Regions from separate parts of the Mus musculus genome. Here region 2 is linked to region 1. Evidence: chromatin contacts called from public Hi-C data. All regions are on one chromosome and are shown on one strand. Each heading gives the region's core, a stretch centred on a gene start, on an enhancer-like site or on the middle of the called end of the contact. The rest is flanking DNA. Distances are from core to core; before and after follow the strand shown. Region 1 overlaps Marchf4 (membrane associated ring-CH-type finger 4). Region 2 holds the start of Marchf4 (membrane associated ring-CH-type finger 4).

Region 1 (4,583 bases), core at 237-2,736:
ATTAGATATCAACTTCTGGTCTCTACACACACATATTTATGAGCATGTGCCCAATACACAAACATATAAATCGCATGCAGAAATACACACACACACATACACACAGAGAGAGAGAGAGAGAGAGAGAGAGAGAAAATAACACTGTTAAACATTTAATCTTCTGTAAGGTAGTTGGCCAGCTAAAATATCAATATCATCAGAGGGCACATCTTCTAAAAGAATACAAATTGGAGACTGTGGCTTAAAGAATGGAGAATGTGATTCATCTTAAGTGCGGTTTATCCTACTCATGCTGGAGTTTGATCTTTGTTGTGAGGCTTAATCTGATGTGTAGAGACGGGAGCCTTGGGAAATGCATTCAGTTTGGATTAGGCAAATTGGACAGAACGCCTGAGATTGAATCCTAGTGACTTTAAATCAGGGGTAAGGGGGGCTTCCTGTCACTTCAAGATTCCCTGTGTCACCTTGGGACTCTGCCAGAAAGGAGGCCATCAGCAAATATGGCTCCTCCAACTTTCGCCTCCAGAATTCTGAACCCAAACGAATCTCTCTTCTTTACAAACGACCTGCTCCTCAGATATTTCAGCACAGCAATGAGAAAGCTGAGGGCTACAGGGAGACACCCACAGCAGGCTTGTACTGCTTGGACCCGGAAGCCCTTCCTAGCTGCCCCGTGCTTCAGAAGTTCTCTGTCCCTTCTCTGTCCCTCCAGGCAACCCATCTCTGACCCTCTACTTAGGTTCCTCTGATATGTCCAGGAATTGGGTTCTTAAACACGCCCATTCTCAGCCTTTAGGGTGGGTTTCTGAGAGCAGGGCACCCAGACCACTTGCCTTCAGGCCACACTGCGCTTTTCATGTAAATGCACTTTTTGTGCAATGTCCCAGATCTGCAGCATGGGAGTTCCTGGGGTGGGGCAAGGCATGCTGAGCCTTGGAGAATTTCTGCCTCAAGCACCATCCTTAGCTTTGTGTATTGATTTGGAGGCATGTCTCCTCCCTTATTCTCTTTTCCTCCCCAACTAAGACTCTTGGCCCAGGAGAGTGGCCACCTTCCCTTCAAAGATGTTTCCTTTTATAACCACAAACACTGTTCCTAGAAAGCCAGCTGGCACTCTCGGCTGAGAATTCTCTTGTTCTTCTCCCCCCCCCCCCCCAAGTTTTGTGATCTTGTGTTCTCGTTCCCTTTTCCTCTCCTTCTCCCTCCTCCTCCCCCTCCCCCCTCTCTCCCTTCCCTTGCCCCCTCCCTGGGTGTAGGATGGGTGGAAGGTGGGGCTTCTGTCATTATAAGAAATTGGGCAGGCTAGCACCCACCACAGGAAGCACAATTAAGAATGATCACAGTAGGAAGGCTGCTCTCCAGGAAGCACGGAGAGCTGTCAGGACAAGTGACCTTTCTAATCACGCCTGACATTTCGCAGCCTTGAAGGCGGAAGAGCTGCCCTTATTCTGGAGGCGAGATGTCGCTCTTTGTCACCCCAGACACCTGCATCTGAGGCTGTGGTGACTTGGCCCCCAGCCACTCAGTGAAGCAGAGCGTGCAGAGGGCTTTGTTTCTCTAGGGAAAGAGAACACACTGAGCCCAAAGCTTAGGTGTTTGGCAACTGAGTCTAAACCGGGGACAGAGAGGTATAGGAGAAGCATATCCCCTCCTCTGAGGATTAGCCTGCTCCCAAGGGCTCATGTGGCCAGGCTGATCAAACAGGGCCCATGGGGAGGATACCAAAGAGGATTACCTTCCAGTCCTTCCTGCCCCAGAGTACTGGCTGCCCTGACTCACATTTTATCCATCTCCTTATGAAAACGACTTTAACTTATTTTCTTAGTATTAAAAAAGAAAAGCTTATTCCAGAAAAGGCCACACAACATATATAGACTATAAAGAAGAAAACTGAAAGTACATTTAATCTTATCAACCAGATAAACACTCTTAATATTTTGAGGACAGCTGACCAGAGTGGTGACTTGAATCCAAAATTGCAGGAGTGGAGAGACCCAGGGAGGTCTCAGGTTCGAGGCCAGCCTGCAGGACAAAGTGTCAAAAAGCAAGCAAGAAGCAAAACAATGTTTTGAGGGCATACAATCTCTTTTTAAAGATTTTTTAAAAATATACATGAACGTTTTGGCTGCAGGTAGATAAGCACCGTGTGTGCGCAGATGCCTGGTGCCCACAGAAGTCAGAAGAGGGCATGAGATTCCCTGGAACTGGAGTTAGAGATGCTTGTGACCTGCTCCACAAACAAACCCAGGTCCTCTGCAAGAGCAGCCAGTGGTCTTAACTGCTGGTCCATCTCTCCAGCCCCGTATACACAATATTTTAAAACAAAATTGAACACTATCATAAATGCTATTTTGTAAGATACTTTTAAAAAAAAAAAAACTTAACATCCTGCATCCTGAGCACGTCGACTAAATGTAAGTTGAACAAAGTCATTCTTAGTGATTCCCCTGTGATCCATTCTGGGAAAAGGACTTCTGGTTGTTGTAAGTTCCCCCGCAGGACACACCATTCCTGCAGGTACTGCAATGCCAGGTTAACATAGACAGTGACCACAGCAGGCTCCTAGGCTATTTTGGTGTTCCTACCAATCCAGCCAGTATGTTGTCTTCAGATACAGTGTGCATCAGCTATTCAGTGGATAGCATATAAAGTACTTGGTCTCAGCCAAAAGGCTGAGAAGCGCTGGCTCTGAGTTTTAGGCATGGTGGAATATTCTAGAGCAAATGTCCTCACAGTTGAATATTCCGAGGGAACTGAGGGAACTTTCTTATGATATATTCCCTAAACATGGACTTACCGAGTTGAAGGATACGAGTACGTGCTGGTGCTCGCCCCACCAGCATGGGAGGATCTCTTGACTCCACCTGCCTTGAGACTGAGGATTGTCTTTAAATCTTTACCATTCCCAGGAGTGAAAATGGTAACTCCCAATGGTCTGAGTGGGTCTTCCTCCCTCCCTCCCTCCCTCCCTCCCTCCCTCCCTCCCTCCCTCCCTCCCTCCCTATTTTCTATATATGGGTGCTTTGCCTGCATGTATGTCCAAGCACAGTGTGTGAACCAGGTGTTCATGGAGGCCAGAAGAGGGCATCAGATCCTTTGGACCTGGAGTCACCAATGGTTGTCGGTGCCATATGGGTCCTGGAGATTGAATCTGGGTCCTCTGCAAGAGCATGTGCCTTTAACCACTGATTCAGCTCTCCAGCTCTTGAGTGTGCATTTCTATGTGTCTGAATTTAGAAGAGTTTCCTTTGTTCAGTGGCCGTTTGAGTTGGGTTTGTATGTGTGTGTGTGTGTGTGTGTGTGTGTGTGTGTGTGTGTGAATTCTCCTGACTTCCATTCCTTTTTTTGGGGGGGGGGGGGGGTGCTGAAACTTTCTAATATTTAGTTTCAAGTAGTTTCTGGTTAGTAATGAGAACTACTTATTATCACTGAATTACGTTTTTTTCCTAGTTTTTTGTTGTCTTCAGTTCCACGTGGGTTCTGTCACAGAGACATTAAAGTCTTCTTATGTTGTCTGAATAACATCTGGTTCTATCTTTAAAAAAAGAAAGAAATCATATTTATAGAGGCCTTACTTATTCTGTTACATTTTGTCTATCTATTCAGTATTTGTTTCCCCAGCTAGAGTGTAAACTCTGTGGAGGGCAGAAATAAATATTTACTGTGTTTTCGTCTTGCATGTTGTTCTCAATTTCCAGGCTCCTTTGGCCGTTCTCCCCACCGTCTGCAATGGTCTTCTCTTCTCTTCATACTCATGGTGAGATGGCATCTCTGTAGAGAGCTCTTTCTGGTTACCTACTCTCAGGAAGGTTCCATCAGCCCTGTTCTTCTCTCACACAGCACTCTTGTTTTCTTCATGACCTTTATTCTAAGAAGAAGCATAGACCATTTCATCTATCTGATATTTGCCTCCCCAGATAGACTATAAACTCCACGGAGGGCAGAAGTCAGAACTCTTTTGCATTCTAAGCGCCAAAGCTAACATCTGGCATATGACATAAACACAAAAGAAATTTGTTAAAGGTCATTGAATGTTAAGTCAATGGTATAAGGTATGCACTAAAGATTTGGTTTAAAATTTTCCAGATGGCGTCTTGTGATTACAGGGCAAAGCAACACAGCAGACTAGCTTTCTGCTAATCCTCACTTCATTTGACTTCAAGAAATGAAACCCAGGATAGAGCAGGGGTGTGGAGTTCCTGGCTCACGTCCCCTGGAGCCCTGTCACCTCCTGTCTTTGCGGTGACTTCCTTCTCTCCATTATTGTCTTAGCCCTAAGTGCTTCCCATAAGGCTTACTTCAGGGCTTATCCTAGAGAGGATCCTTAATTAATGGTATTTGCTTGCTGGTTATTATCACTCCAATGGAAGGGGAATCCGCTATTTTGATATGTTTCATTCACAGTAGCTTCTGGAAACCCTGAGGGATCTCTTCTCTCTTCACATTGCTGAAAACAAAAACAAAAACAAAAACAAAAAACAAAAAAAACAACAACCTAGAGTGTTCTGCACTCTTCAGCTCTCTCTCTGGTTTCACGTCTAACAGCTGTGACTATGATGACAGACCAGGAGGGTTGGAAGAGG
Region 2 (4,598 bases), core at 654-3,153, 47 kb before region 1:
CAGCAGTGTTCACGCAAGTATCAATAATATAAGCATTGTTTTATTGTTATTAAAACATTGGCATTGTTTTTATTGTATTTATTATATGTGTGTATGTGGGGGAGCATTGTGCGTCATGCTATACACATGGAAGTCAGAGAAAAAGTCGCAGCAGGAAGTTTTCTCCATCCACCAGGAACCCCTAGGATCAAGTTCTGGCCAGGCGTGGGGTCGAGCACTTTCACCTCTGAGCCATCTTAGTGGCCTAGCAAGCATCATTTTCTTTTTCTTTCTTTTTATTTTATCATTTTTTTCTGGAATCATTTTCCTTTTCTTTCTTTTTCTTCCTTCTCTTTCTTTCTTTCTTTCTTTCTTTCTTTCTTTCTTTCTTTCTTTCTTTTTTTCTAGCATCATTTTCAAATACTGACTTTGAGCAGGCTCTCAGCCTCCATGTCAGGTGCTGGGACATGATTCAGCCAAGCAGCCATGCTTGGTTGGCCAAGACCTAGAGATCATCCGCTCCCTCGGGCTCAGGGCGATGAATATCCATGGAGACACCAACAAAAGGGCAGCTTCCTTATGACTCACTGAGCGAGCTTTCATGCCAGTGATATTTTGGTGTGGTGATTTTACATTCTACTCTGTCTACAGCATCAGAATTTCTAAGTGCATTAGCATAATTAGCCCAGCTCTGTAGATGACTCATTGCAGTGTGTTTTCTAAGTCTGTGACCCTAACAGTAGTGGCAGGGGTGGGGCGGAGTGGGATTCTAAATTACAAATGGCCCAAGTCTGCAGTTGTAAACAGCAAGTATTGATACAGCTTGTTTTGGGCTTCCTTCTCTCTGGGTCTCTGCATTTAGGAATACTCTTCTGTTCATTGGAAATGCCTTGACAAGGATGGGTAGAGTGGTACAAATAAGAAGAAAGGGCAGAGGAAATTAAAGTCAACTTCCAATCTCTCCTCGCTGGTGGCTCTGTGGAAAATTCGGATGGGGGAAGGCTAGGGATTTTAGTTAGCATGAGGGTATATTATTGCCCTGGATTCTTATGAGTCACAGCCGAAAGAACGTAACAGCTTGAAGTAAAGATGACACTGGTAATGGTGGCTATATAACAAATATGTATTTTACCTCAAGCCTAGGAATATTAGGTTGACTTAGGCATATGAGAATAAAAATGAATCCAACACATAATGCAGGGTCAGGGAGAGAAGGGAGAGAGGAGAAGGAAGAGGAAGAGAAGGAAGAGGAGGAGGGGGAGGTCGAGGGGGAGGGGAGGGGGAGGGGGAGGAGAGAGGAGAGAAGATGAAAGAGGACATTTCCTTTCTTGTTGCAGTTTAAATTCTAGAAGGCAAAAATGCTTCAAGGTTTAAGAAGCACTTTTCTCGTGAGTTCTAAAGTCATGAGAGATTTAATCTCCACCAGGGGCCAGCTTCAATATGGAAGTCACAAAACTTTATCCTTTCTAAAGCTACCAAGTGACATCTACTTTAAGTGCGTGTAAAGAAGAGCATCATAGATTTTGGTTAAAAGGAAACTGTATTGGGTGTATACGTGCTGAGGGAAGCGGTGAGAGGGACGAACGGTGGACAGGGAGCTTACGAATGGTGCTGTCCACCCGAATTCTTTCTATCTGGGAAAAGACATTGGAGTGAATACACGCATCACTCCACCACCCAAGTTCCCATTCTGCCTCCTTTACTCTTCACTGCCTCCTCCCTCCTCTCCTAAATCCCTCCTTCTCTTCGTACCTCCCTTTCCCCTGGTTCCTCCCTATCTTCTTCCTCTTCCTTCAAACAGTTCTCTCTCCTCCTGTGGCTCCCTCTCTCCTAGTCTCTCGCTCTTTCCCTCCTCCATCCCTCAGCGGCGTCTGCGTCAGGCCCCCACTGGCATGACGCGCGGGGTCTGGGTGGGAGCTGTCCACTCACCCAGGTGCTGAACGCAGCAGCGGCTTCACGGCCGCTCGGGTGGGAGTAGCTGGGTGCCTTCTCCGCTCTAAGAAGGTTGTTTCCAGTCCTCGGACCGCCAGCCTACCGCCCGGCACCTCCCTTCCAGCACCACCCCTTTGGGAACTGAGCCAGGGGGGCAGCAGTCGCGGCGGCGGGTGCTGAGCAACCGCGGAAGACAACACCTGGCAGCAGGCTAGAATCTGATTTGTTTCCTTTTCGGCTTTTCTAAGAGATATATTTATATACGGTTCTGGGGAGTCTCCAGGACCAAGCTGGAGCCAAGTGCCGTCTGTCTGACCATCTCGACCACACCGTCTCTATTCCTCCTCCCCACCTTCAGCTTACACCGCAAACAAGCCTTACCTCGGTGCATCTGGGAGAGGTAGCAACAGCAAGCGAGCCTAGCCAGCCAGAGGCAGCCGGAGGAAGGAGGGGCGGCGTGGGGGTGGGAGCAAAGAGCGGGCCGAGGCCGCCCAAGGTGGGGGGAGCGGGGGCAGAGCTGTCGACAGGACCTGACAGCCGCCCTCCTCCACCCCCACCCACCAGAAGCACTCTTTCCTGATTATCCGAGAACTGAATTGTTCCATTAGTATTATTTTATTTTTTATTCTCCCCATCACTTCCCCACCGCCCCTACCCCCACGCCTGCCTCGTCTGTGGTTGCATGGCAGCACTGCCCGGGTGCGGGGGCTCAGGGCCAGCCCCTCGGGAAGGAAGAGGAGGAGGATCATGAAGCCTGGAGTCGCGACCGCGCTGGACCGCGGGCAGCAGCCAGAGGACCAGCTGGAGCAGCCCCCGCCTGGGAGACACCAGGACGCAGACCAGCAGTCGCTTCTGCCGCCACAGCAGCAGCGCCGGGCGCGTGCAGACCCAGAGCAGGAGGAGGAGGGCGACAGCGACCCAGAAGAGGACGAGGAGGAGAAAGCGAAGCCACTCTCCAGCCCGGACCTGCCCATTTTCCAGCTCTCGAACCTCGCCCGAAGGGACCTTTGATGGAACCAAGGGGAGGGGCCTCCGACTTACAGACTGCAGCTGGAGTGGGCTGGGGGCTGAGATCATGTAACTATTCCCCTTTACTCTCCCCTCCCACAAGCCCCTCTTCGCTACCTCCTTTCTCAGATCCTTCTGTCACCTTCTCAACCCCAAACACACACCCTTCCTCTATTCAGGACCTTAAGCTCTGGAAGGCAGCAGCCCTCCGAGGGTTAAGGATCTCTTTTTCCTCCATCCTTTCCCGGTCCACCGCCCTATATCCCACCTCTTCTGTGTAGCCTTTTGGCTGCATAGGCGAAGCACAAGGCGAAGCTCTTTGCCCAATTTCACCCACAACCAGCCCCCCTAATTCCTCTCTTAAAAGCAACTCTGGTGCTGCTGGAGGTCAATTGTCCTGGTTTTCTGCCCAAGAGAATTAGGACGTCTTCTACCCCCACCCAATCTTGCCTTTCCCCAACCACTTCATACTACCTGAGACAGTCTGTCTTTCTCTCTCTCTCATGTGCAATTCTCAATTCTTTACTGAGCTGAGTTCCCTAAGCTGCTCCAAATTTGATTTATATCCACCGTTTTTATATAAAAGAGATTTACCACAGCCTAGAGAATTGAGAAGAACCTAGCAACCCTTTCTTTGGGAACTTTTAACTATTAGACATTGGTCATGCATCCCAGCCCCGATGCTTCTGTTGCCCTACTCCCAGCAGTGTTCAGGGGTCAAAGACAGAAAGGAGACAGCAGCCAGAACTAAGTCTGAGGTTGGGGCGGGGCTGCTAGAGCAAGAAAAACTTTTTTTACTTTGCATTTCCTTAGTAGCGTTCAGAATCATTGACTCACAGTTGTCAGTCCAAGAGGGTAATTTATTTGCTGCTTGGAGGGGTTATAAGAAGAGCCAATAAGAAAGGTTCCTCCATAACACAGGAACACTGTGGACCCCAAGCCCCACCCTACCCACCTCTTCAAAGACTCCAGCTGCCCCTCTCCAGTCCTCTGCTTCCCTATCACATGCTCATGCCCCTGGGTGGGCTGCTGTGGTGGTGGTGCTGCTGCTGCGGCTGGTACAGCTGTGGACTGTGCACCCCAGCTCCCCAGATGTTGCGCCACCAGGGTCTCCTCAAGTGCCGCTGTCGAATGCTCTTCAATGACCTGAAGGTTTTCCTACTGAGGCGCCCCCCTCCAGCGCCCCTGCCCATGCACGGCGACCCTCAGCTCCCTGGTGTGGCGGCCAACAACAACACCCTTCCGGCTCTGGGTGCCGGGGGGTGGGCAGGCTGGAGGGGCCCCCGAGAAGCGGTGGGCAGGGAGACCCCTCCTCTGCCACCTCCACCACCTTTGCCTCCTTCTGGGGATGATGACTGGGATGGCCCAGCCACAGGGCCACCTGCCTCCCTGCTCAGCAGTGCTTCCTCTGATGAATTCTGTAAGGAGAAAACTGAGGACTGCTACTCTCTGGGAAGTAGCTTGGACAGTGGTATGAGAACTCCCCTCTGCCGCATCTGTTTCCAGGGACCAGAACAGGTGAGTCCTCCCCCTGCTTCCCCTGCTTTGGTGTGTGGTATCTCCGGGCTGGGCAGATTGCCATTTAATTATTTGCCCCAGGGATCTATTGTGCGATGTCTAGTGTCAAGGGCTGTAGTGTTTCAAGTTTCTCAATGTTTCTTGTAGAGAAGCTGACCAAT

What was found. A called contact is a pair of places that touch in the nucleus more often than the background predicts.
Region 2: a contact with region 1 is called in a Hi-C map of the N1E-115 cell line, with 3 times the contacts expected there. The contact joins the promoter of Marchf4 here to the enhancer-like site in region 1. A contact is called at or near these places in 1 of 39 promoter capture datasets (hippocampal neurons), 1 of 15 datasets of contacts at CTCF or cohesin (the NIH/3T3 cell line), 5 of 484 Hi-C or Micro-C datasets (the N1E-115 cell line, embryonic stem cells, forebrain and 2 more), 5 of 115 datasets of contacts at active chromatin or transcription factors (embryonic forebrain, embryonic stem cells, forebrain and 1 more) and 3 of 9 other capture datasets (adipose tissue, liver and pancreatic islet).

The regions. Positions count from the first base shown.
Region 1 is chr1:72,487,279-72,491,861 of GRCm38.p6, reverse strand. All of the region lies in intron 1 of Marchf4 (membrane associated ring-CH-type finger 4), which reads left to right. Among named protein-coding and RNA genes, the nearest start is that of Marchf4, 48 kb to the left of the region's middle. Within about 2 kb of position 1,486, at least 36 of the 459 cell types and tissues checked have an H3K27ac peak or open chromatin away from gene starts, as enhancers often do. A contact at or near this core is called in the N1E-115 cell line and embryonic stem cells, where this site is marked.
Region 2 is chr1:72,534,464-72,539,061 of GRCm38.p6, reverse strand. Marchf4 (membrane associated ring-CH-type finger 4) reads left to right here and starts at 1,903. Exons shown (of 4, transcript NM_001045533.2): 1 at 1,903-4,437. The coding sequence starts at 3,925. It also overlaps a transcript of Smarcal1 not described here.